Linked DNA regions of Zea mays: region 2 is linked to region 1. The links are chromatin contacts, called in public Hi-C maps. All regions are on one chromosome and are shown on one strand. The core of a region is the stretch at or near the end of the contact, and the rest is flanking DNA. Distances in the headings are between cores, read along the strand shown. Region 1 holds the start of LOC100857077 (GTP-binding protein TypA). Region 2 holds the start of LOC100282973.

Region 1 (7,527 bases), core at 1,884-4,383:
CTGTGCCTATCTGTGTTGATCTTCTTGTGGTTATCGTGTCTTACAAGAACTCCTCTCTAGCCACTTGGCTTTATTGTGCTAACTCCTAATCAAGTTTTGTGGCATTAAGTTTCAAGTTTTTACAGGATCACCTATTCACCCCCCTCTAGGTGCTCTCAGGATTGGGCGCCAATTTCTGGAGAACGCAGGGACTCTAGCGCAAATGTTATCATGACTCAGGGGCATAGCCGAGTGGACTGCTGGTTTATTCATGAAAAGGGCGGGGTCTCTTTAGCAAAATGTACCCGCGAAGGGGTATTCTCAGACGAGGGTCGTTCAGATCAGATCTGAGGGCCACAATTGGATCCCGAGCGTCGCTCAACCTCTCTCCCTCGTGACCGCCCGATCAATATCTAATAGTAATGATTTAAAAGACCCTAGATCTAATCTGATGCGCACGACGCCGGATCGACGACTCGGATCTTAAAACGACGAAGGGTTATGCAATCTCTAATCTGAGCCGTTCGACACCAATCCAACGGTCGCGAACAACTGCCCCGATCCCCCCCTACCGGACGACGGCACAGCCACACCGCCACGGCGACGCCATCGCCGGAGACCAGCCAATCGGCAAGCCAGTGGCCCACACACCGTACGAGTGATGCAGAATGAAGCTAGGGACCTAAGGAAGCTAGTAGGGTCATCATACCAGAGTCTTGTGCGGCGCAGAGAGTCAATTCACGACGCGCAGTGACTCCGCGGCGGATGGAGAAGTACGACGAGCAATTACTCGCATCACGGTGGTGTCCAACTCGAATTGGAGGCGTAGACGGCTTTCCTAGGCGAAGACGAACCTCCCGACCTAACGCCGAGGGCAGACGACACGGGTTGGTGAGATTCATCGGCGACGGCGGTAGATGGCTATGGCGGCTCTGGAATTTAGGTTAGTTGCGGACTCTGTGGTGCTGCGGAACGGAAGGAGGCAAGGGCGACTGGGGTTTTATCGCCCGACGTGGTCAAGCGGTTCACGCGCGCGCTAGACTTGCGCCAACGCAGCCCGCCATGCGCGGATTCTGTTGAGGTCGGAGCTGACCGCAAGGGTCCACGGGTCAGAGAACGACGCAAGTGAGTGTCGCAGCCAGGTGGCCCTGGGCGCGCATAAGGAAGGTCCCGCGATGGTAGGAGGGCCCGCACGTCAGGGCATCGTGCGCGTGGGAGCTAACTAGGCCGCGCGGGTGATTTCCTCTAGTGGGCCGAAATGGGTGATTCGAGCCCAGTAAGGTTTCCCTTTTTTATTTCCTTTCTCCTATTTTGTCTTCTTTCTAGTTTAAATTCCAAATTTGAATTTGAATCCTTTTAGGAGTTGCACATTTGAGTCCAATGTACACCTTCAAATCCACTACAAAAATAATATATTTTTTATTACTCGTTTCACTCACATAATATTGTTTCCTTCTTCTCTTTTTTCTAAATTCCTGAATTTCCTTTATATCTTAAATTCTACTTTGTACTTTGATATATTTCTTTTCACCTTATTTTTATATTGTCACCGAAATGCACACAAAAATGAGAAACCAGCATGATGCATGATTTAGTAGTGTCCTTTGTTAGTCATTTATTTGTTTTAAATATGGTGTTTACATGTAATGGTACAAAAAGGTCAAACTCACACATAGATAAAGTGAAATTGTTTCTCCTTTTATATTATCTCTTACAAATTACAATTTGGGTATTACAAGAACTCACCCCCAGAAGGGATCCTGTTAGGGAGGAGAGTTCTAGGGGGTGTCCTAGGATCGACAGGCCATTCGGGATGTCCCTAGACGACATAGAGTTGAAGAGGGATGAAGATTGAAGGTTGGGATAAAGCTAAGCTAAGTCTAAATTACGCCTAATCCTAATGCGATGAAGGACAAAGAAATAAAGTAGATTATGATTGATTGGTTCGATTGGTGATGCGCGCAATCGATCGTACCCCTCTATATATATAGAGGGGAGGTTTGGATCCACCTAGGCATTCTCCAATAGAATCCACGTAATTAGTTGGATAAACACACACAAAAAAATAGAATATCTCACCTGATCTGATTTAATCGCGGACCGTACAGAGCGTGGACCATCCATGCCATGTGGTTGGATCGTCTAGGAACGGCAACGGGTACAAACCCGCCGGGTTTTGCCATCCCAAACCCGTATCCGTGAAAAATATCTATACTCATTAAAAATCCGTACCTGTTACGAGTTTGAAATTTTGCCAAAACCCGTATCCATCGGTTAGCGGGTACCCATCCAATATGCTAGTTCTTCTCATAATCAATAAGTATTATAATGATTAATAAGATCATAGTCCAAAATTTATGTGATGAACAACGAGTTCATGATTTGGTATAAAAATTATTAGAAGAGAGAATGAAATACAAATAATAAGTTGTATAATCAAGTGACCTTGCACTAAGTTATCGATCCACCACATATACAACGCTAGTAAAAACAATAATAGCAATCAAGCAACACTCTCACCAACTACTTATACATTCACCATTTATTTGATGAAAATTAGGAAGAAAATAGAGGAGATAACAAGTTTGTTGTTTGTTTATAAAATAAAACGATAAGACTCGTGTATAAATATTGAGCCAAATCCGTACCTTAAAGGCTAGTTCGGAAACTTCATTTTTCTAAGGGATTTCTATTTTCTAAGGGAAAATAAAATAATTTTTCTTAGAAAAAAAAATAAGTTGGAAAAATTGAGTTCTCAAACTAGTTTTAATGGAGTAAAAATCTATCGGGTTTCAGGTTTTGTTAGCCATTGCCATTCCTAGTACCAATTATGCTCAACAACTCCGTACTCGTTCTCTTTTACTAGCAAAGACATATTCTTTTTTTTTCGAGAGAAAATAATAAACGATGGAAGGAATGCCATGCATATACTCATGGTAAATAAAATGGAAAAAGGCGATAAATAATTTACTCGGCGCCGGCGGCCGACGTGGCTTCCCTTGCAGCGGCACACTCACCCGAGACCTGTAGCCGGTGGCCGCTATCCGCGGGGGCTCCACCGCCACTCCCGACTCCCGCTCGCCGCCCGCCTTACAAAACCCCACAACCCCATCCGCAGCCACCCGCCGCGGCACCCCCTCCACCACCGGCCACCATGCAGACGCAGACCCTCATCCTACGCGCTGGCCCCTCCGCCCGACGCTCCACGCCGCCGCCGGCCAGCACCGTGCACCTCGCCGCCTCCGGAAGGTGCCTGCTGCGTGCTCCCAGCTCGCTCCGACGCCGAAGAACCCGCTCTCTCAGGGCCTCTGCCTCTCTCGAGCAGGTCAAGGAAGTCGCCAGCTCCCCAGCTCCCTCCGGTAAACCAACTCCTGCTTCCTCTCTCCCTAATTCGTCAATTCCACGAACGGTGTTGTACGTTTTTTAGCTTGATCAGTGAACGTCATCGAGGTTAGATTTTCTGATTAGTAATTTAACATAGTGAGCTCCTGAGTCCGTTTCAGTGGGCTTCTAATGTGTTGTATTGCGTAACTTGGTAGCTGTATCTGTCAGGCTGCACAGTTTTCTGTTCGCGGAACGTTTGACCAACCTATTGCTAGAAGCCTACAGCTATGTTTGCCCGTTTCTATAATTAGATGAACATTTCACACAAGGATGCATTTCTCTTCATTGCAGCAAAATAGCTTCACAAAATCTGATAGCTATCAAAGGCTTATTTAATGCATGATTGACCAGTTAGCGCTTGGCGCTTAATGAAATTTGGTGATAGGTGTGTCACTAGATTACTAGATCGCCGGCGAACTCTCTCACTCTCTGTACTCTGTGAACACAATGAACTGGAGACTCACGCAAGTTTTGGTGTTGTCAACTGGCAGCGTTTTCCATTGCATAGATTGCGATAAAAACAAAGGAGTATAGGGGCATCGTGCCCAGAATAAACGGCGGCACGTTCGTGTACACGGAGTGCCATCCAAACCGCTGGGACGTGCCGCGATCGACACTCGCATGGCGGACTTCAGGGAAGATTGCATGCGCTCTGGATAACAAATGAAAAAACTAACCTGCCAGCTATTCCGGCCATTATTTGGCAACATACTTATATAACAAATCACCTTCTAAGTCATGTTGCCGGAAGAGAGTAACTTTGTGAGGCCGATTTTGCTGCGCAGTTCCTCGGCGCCCAAGAGCCTTCGTGAGGATGTCACCGAGTTGCTCCACTGTCCCGATGAACTGAACATCAATTTGGCCTCGATCTGCACACTCCCGGACGTAGTGGTACTTCACATCTATATGCTTTGTCCGGTCGTGATGCACTGGGTTCTTGATTAGGGAGATAGCGGACTTGTTGTAAGCCCTAAGGACTGGTGCGATGGCCTTGACATCGAGCAGATCGGCGAGGAGGTGAGCCAACCAAATGCTTTGGCAGGTTGTGGTAGCCGCCACAATGTACTCTGCTTCGCATGACGAGAGGGCCACCACCTTCTGCTTGCATTACTGCCAAGAGATTGGCCCATCGCCGAGGAAGTAGATGATGAGTTCATCAACATCGCTGCTCGTGATGATGAGATCATCGTCATAAATGCCAACAATCATGCGTTTCTGCGCCTTGCCACGCGTGTATACACCATGTTTATTCTTGCTGTGCCTGAACCCGAGGGAGAGTAGAGTCGCATCCAGCTTGGTGTTCCAGGCATGAGGAGCTTGGCGTAGACCGTACAACGCCTTGTGTAGGCGCAGTACCTTGTCGGGGCAGTTTTTGTCGACGAAGCCAGGTGGTTGAGTGACGAACACCTCCTCCTTGAGATCTCCATTCAGGAATGCCGACTTCACATCCATATGATGGATCGACCAGTTCCGGTGTGCAGCAATCGCGATCATCAGTCGCACGGACTCGAGGCGCGCCACTTGCGCGAACACCTCGAAGTCCACTCCATAGAGCTGGACGTACCCCTTGGCCACCAAGCGCGCTTTGTGGTAAACAATGGCGCCCCGCTGGTCCCGCTTCACCTTATAGACCCACTTTAGACCAATGGCACGGGGAGCTCAATGAGACTCCATGTCCCATTGGCGATAATAGCGTCCATTTCTTCTTTCATAGCTTGCTTCCATCCTGGGGCACGTTCTGCCTCCTTGAACGAGCCTAGTTCCTCGGCGGTGACTGCATGAAGCTCATCAAAGTTGAATAGTGTCCGAGTTGCATACCTAGTTGGAGAGCTATCCTTGATGACATTGTTGACGAGGTGGTAGCGCTGGGGTTCGTCGTCGTCCACATCTGCGTCGAGTGTGTTATCGAACGAGCGTGGGGACGCGAACTCGATGCCATCCTGCGGAGACGGTGGAACCTCCGAGCACGGTGTAGCCGGCACCAGAGAGGCTTGTGGAGGCGTGGCATGTTGTGGTGATGCCGGTGCAGATTCCCTTTCCCTGCCTCTGACGGGCATGGACAGAGACTCGACGCTGAGCCGTTCGAAGAGTCGAAGACAACATCTGATGTCGATGCAGTATCCCAGTACCAGCTCGCGCTTTCATCAAACACGACATCCCGCGATACATGTAGCCGTTCACTGACTGGATCGAACAAGCGATACACCTTGCTTCCTTCCTCGTAGCCAAGCATCACCATCGGCGTGGACCGATCAGACAACTTCTTTAGGTAAGGACGTACGTTCTTGACATGGCCAATACAACCGAAAGTCCTCAGGTGATGGACAGACGACTGCTTACCATGCTAGGCCTCATATGGGGTCATCCAGGACAGTGCCTTCGTCGAGGAGCGGTTCAAGAGGTATACTGCGGTATGCACGACTTCACCCCAGAACATCCCTAGAACACCCTTTGCCTTATCATGCTGTGGTGGAAACCACGCTCTGGTTTCGGCGTTCGACAACCCCATTTTGCTGAGGCGAGTAAGGGGCTGTCAATTGCCGATGGACGCCTTGATCTGCCATGTACTCACCGAACTCGATCGAGGTGAATTCACCCTCGCGATCTGTTCGCAGCACCTTGAGTTTTCGCCCGCTCTCCAATTCCGCGTGGGCCTTGAACTTCTTGATGGCAGCAGCAGCTTGATCCTTGCTCGCGATTAGGGTGAGCCACATATAGCGACTCATGTCATCTATCAATAGGACAAAATACCTCTTACCCCCCCGGAGTGGTGGGTTCAATGGGACCACAAATGTCGCCATGGACAAGCTCTAGGCGTTCGTTGGCGCGGTGAGCAGACTGCTGCGGGAACGACGTCCTCTTTTGCTTTCCAGCTAGGCACACGTCGCAGAGCTGGTTCACATGGTCGATGGGAGGTAGGCCACGCACCATAGACTGTGAGGACAGCCGACGAAGTGCCTGGAAGTTTAGGTGGCCATACCGCGTGTGCCAGCGCCAAGCATGCTCGCTTTCGCACGCCGCTAGGCACACCAGCCGGGCGATGTCGATGTTGAGGTAATAGAGGCGGTTTGGGGCACGTCATACTTTGGTTAGAAGTTGGCGGTCTGGGTCGAACAGGCGAAGGATGTCGTGCTCGATGTCGACCTTGCTCCCCGCATCATCCAATTGCCTGATGCTAATGATGTTGGCAGTGAGATGCGGGATGTAGTAGGCCCCGGTGAGTGCGCGATGCTCGCTGAACTTGCACATGAATAGTACCGTCCCACGCCCTTCGATGTTCACCAGTGATCCATCACCGAACCGCACGGTTCCACACACGGCAGGATTGAGCTCAGCGAACGCGCTCCGAGAACCCGTCATATGGTTTGTTGCGCCTATGTCGAGGACCCAACGGCTGTTGTCCTTCTCGACTGGCCCATCAAGGTGGAGAAATACCTTGGCCTCCTCCAGTTCAACGTGACTTTGTCCACGCTGTCTGAGCGATGTCGGAGTGGTGGTGGAGGGAAATGGAGGCCATCGGGGCCAGCTCCAACGTGGAGAGCATGAGAGCCGGTTCCTCCTCATTGGCTTTCGCCATGTACGCCTCCCCTTTCTCCTTGGACTTGCAGTACTGGCCCAATGGTCAGTTTTGTTGTATTTGCGGGACTTGTCGTCAAAGTGAATCCTGCTGGAGCCTGATGGAGGGGCGTTGGGGGATTCGCCTTTTCCGTGGCCACGCTACCTCCGTGGTCTCGACGCTTGCCGCACGCGCCAGAGCCAGAGCTGGAACCGTCGTGCTCCTGCTCGATCCGAGTTTTGCGGTGTGCCTTCCAATCTTCATCGCACAACATTAGCCGTTCAAGCGAGTCCGTGACCTGCCTGGCTTCTGGCTAAATCCGCTGCTCGAATGCTTGTAGATGCCCAACGACCTCGTCGATCGGGGTGTTGTTCAGATCGAGGAGCATATCCAGCGCGATGGCCGCCTAGTTGAGCCTCTTCGACACAACCTGTAGAAGTTTCTTGATGAGTTCGACGTCTGTGATGCTGTCACCGAGTGTGCGTAGGTTGTCGGCGAGTGTGGTCAGTCGTACTGGAAAGTCATAGACGGACTCACCAGGCTTAAAGACAATGGCGTTGAAGTCGTGTCACAACTGTTGTGTGTTCGCCTCTCGCACACGATCGACG
Region 2 (7,527 bases), core at 3,217-5,716, 410 kb after region 1:
ATTCCTTTTCCAGTGACCAAGTTCTTTGCAATAAAAGCACTCTGCATCTGCAGCTGGTCCAGCCTTGGGCTTTTGATTTGGCTTGGATACTGTATCTTTTGCCTTGCCCTTCTTCTTTTGAGTTTTACCCTTCTTCTTAAAGTTGGGTTTGTTTTGGACCGCCATCACATGGCCGCTGCTGCCAGCGCTTTTCTTTATGTCCCCCTCTGCAGTTTTCAGCATGCCACATAGTTCATTGAGGCCCCTCTCTGCCCCATGCATATGGTAGTTCGTGATGAAGTTTCCATAGCTGGGCGGAAGAGATGCCAAAATGAAGTCAGTGGCCAACTCTTGGCTTATTGGGAAGCCTAGCTTCTCCAACCTCTGACTGTAACCAACCATTTTGATTACGTGTGGCCCAACTGCTGCGCCTTCTGCTAGCTTGCATTCCAGAAAGGCTTTGGACACATTGAACCTTTCAGTCCTAGCCTGAGTCTGGAACATATCCTTGAGCGCCACGATCATATCGTGCACCTCATGGTTTGTCTCAAACTGCATCTGCAGCTCAGGCTCCATGCAAGCAAGCATTAGGCAACTCACTTCAAGATTAGTATCCATTGCTTTCTTGTAAGCAGTTTTAGCTGCAGCAGTTGCATTTTCACCAGGATCCTCTGGTAGTGGGGTGTCTAGAACGTCTTCCTTTTTTTCAGCCCTGAGAACAATTCTTAGGTTACGGATCCAATCCGTATAGTTTGTTCCATTTAACTTATCCTTTTCAAGAATCGATCGCAAAGTAAATGTTGGTGTGCTAGGTGCCATTTATCTACAACAAAATAATGCAAAATACTAAGACAAAAATATCCATGACAGAGTAAATCATATTAAACATTTAATAGTCTACTCCCACTAAAATCAATATCCCTCGATTGATACTTAGTGATTCAGAACCCACAACTAACAAGTCTACTAGTGAGCTTTAGCATCACCGCTAGAAGACAAGGTAGATCGGTAAGCAACTCCTTGCTAATCATATCATATATATGACTCCTGTTGTTGGGTGACATCTCTATGTCTCGGCTCCCAACCTTATGCCTCAAAGTCCTTAACCATTAAGTTGACTTTGTTTAAGTTAACCAACCCTTTCTGCAGTTCGTATCCGATACAAACCTATCTAGTCAAGGAAAACTGGTGGCACCCTAATTTCATAGACCCACCACCAATTGTACAAGACTTATGATAGTGCAAGGTTTGGAGAGGCATTAAAGCTTAAACATTTATGAGGGATCGTCCTACTTATAACATCGCACACAAGGACATATATGCAATATAAACAAGTAGAACAATAAGAATGGCATTCACACAACAGTTGTGATTCGGTATGGCTTGCTGTCACATGGTGATCCCCATCTCCAATAATCTGTCCATCACGATGATCTCCATCTCCATGATATAGGTATGCCATCCTCCAGGTGATGAGTCCTTCAAGACCTATCTAACGTATGCTGGTAAACAAATTACATATACGCTTTGGATCATCACATGTTGACACGCAGGTCATTACATTAAATTTGGACAATACATGTGGCTCCAGCCGTATTGCCCTGGTCACGACACGCAGGTCATGAATAATTTATTAACATGCATCATATACACAATAGCCATACCGATCACAAGATGTCCTGGAAATCTCATGCGGTTGATCAAATCAACCCAAATCCGAGACTTTCGACCCGAAGGAGATTACACTCATGACGTTGATCTGTTACGTCAATCTGCTGGTTGTGTTCGCAGTTAGCCCCGATGGTGATTCCAGCCGGTAGGGGCAAGTCGCGCATACAACAGAGAAGGACGAACTGATCTCTCCAGTCATATCCGATGTAATCTACTTCAACCCTTTATTACCAATTGATCTAATCAAACCGTCCATCTCATGAACCTAGATCCAGACCTAAAACTACGCAGAACCTCCTTTGATACCACTGTAGGAATACGGGGAGGCTACACTAGCGCAAAACAAAATTTTCAACCCCATAATACCAAGAACTACTGCGGTTATAGGTCATGGGATTACCACTAGACGCGCAGAGCAGCGGAAGACGTCTCGATGTAGACGAACGCGTCGAGCAGTGCCGTGCAGTCGCCGGCGTCCTTCACGTCCTCGCACGGTTCGTCCAAGTGCTCCAGATGCAGCACCTCCGAGGTATCCACACGTACAGGGAGGAAGCGCCGCGTACCGAACTGCTAGGTTCGCGACGGCGGCTTGGCGAGGGCGAGAGGCGAGCGGCGGCTGCTGGTTTGCAGGTGGCGAATTAGGTTATCACTTAACTGCGCCCCCGCCCCTCATTATATAGGCGTTATGGTGGGCTTCTGACGCCGAGGCCCATCATTAACCCTAAAGCCCAGTCTAATTTCGGATCTAATCCGAATTAGGCTTCCTTCCCCTTAAGTGTGTGACCCTATAGGTTCACGTACAAATAGACATAGCCCGAGTACTCTTACTTGGCCCAATAATTGACAGCGGCCTCTAGCAAGACATGTCAACTCCTATGTGTACGTAAAGATCATATCAGACGAACCATTGCGACATTACGTACATGCTGTTCCCTTTGTCTCACGATATTTGGTCTGGCTCTAAGCTGACCTCTCTTTCTCGATACTGTGAATTGGAATCCTTTGAATGGTTAACTCTTAACCCTAGCACGGCCATGCATTTCTTGATCCAATCACTCGAGGGGCCCAGAGATATCTCTCTCACAAAGAGAGGGACAAATTCCATCTTGACTGACCATGCCTCACAGCATGCTTCCTGACAAACCCAAAACTACCTTTATAACTACCCAGTTACGGGATAGCGTTTGATAGTCCCTAAGTAAGTCAATTCACATCTTGAGAACATGCGACGATCTCAGGTCTAAGGATACAGTATTCATGTTGCAAGAAGAGAACTATATTACAATATCTCACGTTGGGTCAGTCCAGCCTCATGTCATACATGCGCCCACATTATTAGTTTAACATCTCCATGTTCATGACTTGTGAAATGTAGTCATCAACTAATACATGTGCTAGTCATCGACTCTGACTAGGGACATCATTTAGAATAACCATATAAGTAAAGAATCTCACAAACAATTCACATAATTGCTAATCAATACAAGGTGCCTTCCATGGATATTCAATTAAGTAATATATATATCATGGATACAAAGAAATATGCTCATCTCTATGATTATCTCTAGGGCATATTTCTAACAACGGCGTGGCCGTGCTGAGGGAAGTACATGTCTTCGATTTGTGCGCGCTGCTGTAGGGGGGGGGGGCGTGTTGCAGGCCGAGGTGGCCTTCGCGCTGCATGAGCGCGATCTCTTGTTCGAGCTCCTGGGCTTTCTGCTCTTCGTCGCGTATCATCTGTCGCACCTTAGCTTGTGCAGACACGCGTTGGCGCTTGGCCTCAAGGATTTCTTTTCGCTTCTGGAGGTTACGGTTCTTGATGCGAAGGCACGCAGCTGTAGCTGCTCTTCCGCTGAAACGCCGATGACTTCGCCGTCCTCGATGACGTCCGCGCCCTCTGGTGGAGCGAAGCCTGGGGGAAGTTGCGGTTGTCCTCCAGAGCTGCAGGTGCGAAGACTGCCTTCGGGAGTAGGTTGTTCGTTGCGCTGCCGCTTGCTGAGAGCGTCGTCTTCGGTGGCCTCTTGGTGGGTGGTGTCGACGAGGGCCTTGCCATTTTTCTCGGCCAGCAGTGCTGCCTTCGCAGCCTCGTCAGCCTTCGAGCTAGCTCTGTTGGGTGCCATCGCGGGTGGTTTTTCCGTAGCACAAACGGTGGGCGCCAAATGTTGGAACTTGCTCTCCCGAGCAAGTTGATCCAACGGGGGAGTGAGAGCAACGTAAACAAGGTTTCAATTCGAGATGACAAAAGCTCTGTTAATCTAGCATTTCAAGGGCACTGTGCGGGGGTATTTATAGGTATCTGAGTGCCCAACGTCCTGAGTTAAGGACGCATGTGCCCTCAGGCGCCTAGGTTATCCCCGGAATATTTCCATAAAGCAGGGTTACAAACTGTAATTACAGGGAGACCTTTACAAATTAGACCCGTAATGCGCAGCGGCCACGCAGGGCCTGTTACATGGGTCGGATCACACGTGGGCCTCCATGTTGGACGAGGCCGCGAGATGGGACGACCTCGTCACAGGCCTTCGTCCGGCGACGCGTGAGACGAAGGGTAAGTCTGCCAGTCGTCTTGTCTCCGTTGGTGCAGCGAGATTGACGAAGACATCGAGCGAAGGGTGGCGTCTTCGCCTTCGCCCCAACAATATGTATGATGATACAAAAGTTGACAATATAACACACATTTGTACATAAGTTATCGTATTATTATATATTCTCGTTGGAACACTCATATGATATTTAAACAAGTTACATTTAGTTGACCAAACAAAACCTGAGTCTCTCCACCGTACACGAAAAAGACGGCCCGTTGGCCCGGAATTATTACCGTCTGTTTGTCCTCGTCTCCCTCCGCTGTCCGATTGTGCGCTGTCGCAGCCTCTGCCCTCTCCCAGCCCGCTCCTCCATCTCCGGTGAGACGCGAATTGAATCGCATCGAATCCATGGGCAGCTCCTCGAATACCAACACGAGCGGCGGGGCCAGCGACAAGGAGGAGAAGAAGAAGGAGGACAAGATCAAAGGCAAGGACTCGTCGGGGCCATCCTTCAAGGAGAACGAAAGGGTCCTCGCCTACCACGGCCCCCTCCTCTACGAGGCCAAGGTTCGCTATTTCTTTCCTTCCCTTCCTGGACGACCTCTTACTGAATGGTAGATACACTCATTTGTTACGCTTGTGTTGTGCTGTGTTCCTTAATCCTTGTTAGGGTTAGGAATTAGGATACCATCGGCCCCGGACCCGTTGGTCGATTAGATTCACTACCCCAGCCCCCCTGCGTGCACTATGCTAGCTGTTAGGGTTTAGGCTTTATCATTCACATCCCATCTGATCTATGCATGTTCCTTCTCTTCTTTCTTTGCTTCTTCAGTTTAATGATAACGGAACTTTATATATTCTGTCCCATTTCTCAAGGTTCAAAGGATCGAAAACCATGAAGATGAATGGCGCTACTTTGTCCATTATCTCGTAAGTCTTAGGTCACTCCATTGTGCAAGTATTCTTAAACGCATTGTTTCCTCATTCTTTCTTCACACCTTAACCATTTAGATATATCTTACTCTCACATAAATCAGCATATACCTGGCAATTTCTGCTGTTCTCTAATTCTTTGTCACTTCTCTTGTAGGGTTGGAATAAGAAGTAAGTGTTTCATACTCCATGAGTGGATGGATGTTAGATAAGTCTTCCATGTTTCTCCCTCACATTCGTGCATATATCTTTTGTTATGTTTCCTACCCTACTCCTCCACAGTTATAAAAACCCATTTAATTGTTGCTGTGTTTGTTCTAGCTCATCAGATAGTTCTGTGTCTAGTGGCATACACTGAACCAGTTTGTTTCAGGGATTTGACAGTACACACTCGACCGGGGAGGGAAAGACCACCCTCCCGGTATTCTATTAAGAAGAGACCGAAATATGGTCCCCGTCGAGAAAATCCCCGAACCCTGCCCCTCATCACTAGCGGGCCATCACTGCCCACTCTGCAACGGCCCAGCCGAAGGGTGGCGCGCAGACGTAACCCAGGAGCGGTAGGACATAGCGAGGGGATTTTTTTTAACCAAGCCACAAATTCGCCCCGAGGGGGATCGAACCCAGGGGTGTTAGTCGGAAGTTTTAACCATTACGCTAGAGGCCCTTTCGCTTTTGGTAGTGCACACACTGCTCATTTCTCAGCCGTGAGCTAGTGATACAGCTAAACCAGATGCCTTTTCATTTAACTAAATTTATAGGGGTTTCTTCAAATATGCCACTCAAATTTTGCAAACTTAGATAGCTAGTTCATTTGGATACTACCCATGGCATCCGAATGAACTAGCTATCTAATTTTGAAAATTTGAGTGGCATATTTCTGATTGTCCCAAATTAATATTCCTTAAAATTATATGATTTATTGTGCTATTTGTCTACCACTGATTAACACTACCTATGTCAAATGCCTTACAAGTTCTGAGCCATGAGCAAGTTTTGATCTGCATTATGTGAATTATGTTATGCCCAACCATTTTTGATGTATAATCACTTGCAATATCTGCTTGGGTTGATTACCATCTGGCGAGTATTCTACACGTCAAGCAACATACCAAGGTCATGATTTTTTTGGGGTTAATTTTGACAGAAGGGTAAATGCACCTTCCAATTTTCATATTAAAGCGGATAACCAGTTCCATTGCAGAGTCATGTTCTTTAACGTTGATATGAACTAGCACAGTAAAGATAGTGAACATTAATTAAACCTGTATCTACTGAAACCATCAGAGTACCGAATGACTTGATATCACACAATGCCACTGGATGGTCAATGTCTACAACTCTACATTAATAGTATTACTACAACAAGGTACGAACTCTCTCACCAAAAAATCAAACCAAACATGATCCAACCAAACTTCCTTGTACCAGAAACTGAAAATGTCTGATAGTTGGCCTTCCTACAATGGTGCTCAACCTCGTGACCTCTTGCATTGTGTGCCTCTTTGGTCTCTGAGCTCATTCAGGAACATTCTTTGCCCTCCTTTTTTCTGCAACAAAGACCATAATTTAAACCAACTGTATATAGGGTCAGTAGAGAATTGTTGTTTGAAACAAGCTCCTCAATTTCCGCAATGTCCAAATTACTGAATTTCCAGTCCCCCAACATTGCCAAATTCCTATGTCCTTTAGAAAAAACAAGTAATCATTTCCCAAGGAAATGATCAATGCAGATAGGAGCAAGTTTTATATCAAAAGCACATGTAAGCATGTTGCAAACATTTTGTGGCTTCTATGCATCGTATTCTCAGTAGCCATGATGACTAACATTTACATTGTTGAGTTCTTTGTTCCTTTCGTAGTTGATTGATGCTCATATTCTGTGCCTACTATTTCAAATACCTGGGGGATTTGCATATAGAGGCAGCTTTAATGTTCATACATGATATTGTTATCATCTAAGCTGGAGAATTCATTTTGTGTTTTTCACATGGCATAGTTCTGGATGTTGATCAGTTGGGTTGGGTGTTTGTAGTCTGTGGCTCTGTGCCTTCTGTTAGATTGTAAAATATGGCCAACCTGTTTAATGGATGCACAGAAAAGGTTGGCTCATACATTTCATTCATTTGTTTCCTTATTAAGCCAATCCATGGTAAAGTGAACTGTTGCTTTGGCTAAAGATTATGTTGATCAATGGACACATTGTTTGAGTGGATCGCCGAATAGGCTATGTAAATAAGTCGTGCTTGGCTCAAGTTTAGGTGCAGACTTCTGTTCAAGTGAACCGCTGTTGCTTTTAAGGTTAACAGGTAACAAGGGTGTGTTGTTTGTTGGGGTTCTTGCCCCCTTTTCATCTTAACATAAAGCTACACAGTGCTCTTGTGTGTTCGAGAAATAAAAGGTTAACGAGTAACTA

What was found. Hi-C and Micro-C count contacts between places; a contact is called where the count stands out from the background.
Region 2: a Hi-C map of ear shows a contact between it and region 1, with 4 times the contacts expected there. The contact joins the promoter of LOC100282973 here to the promoter of LOC100857077 in region 1. A contact is called at or near these places in 9 of 25 Hi-C or Micro-C datasets (ear, endosperm, leaf and 3 more) and 1 of 3 datasets of contacts at active chromatin or transcription factors (leaf).

Annotation. Positions count from the first base shown.
Region 1 is chr5:131,672,333-131,679,859 of Zm-B73-REFERENCE-NAM-5.0, forward strand. LOC100857077 (GTP-binding protein TypA) reads left to right here and starts at 3,134. Exons shown (of 14, transcript NM_001254931.1): 1 at 3,134-3,338. The coding sequence starts at 3,134.
Region 2 is chr5:132,076,541-132,084,067 of Zm-B73-REFERENCE-NAM-5.0, forward strand. It overlaps LOC100282973, which reads left to right and starts at 4,467. Exons shown (of 11, transcript NM_001155877.1): 1 at 4,467-4,745; 2 at 5,055-5,108; 3 at 5,269-5,282. The coding sequence starts at 4,587.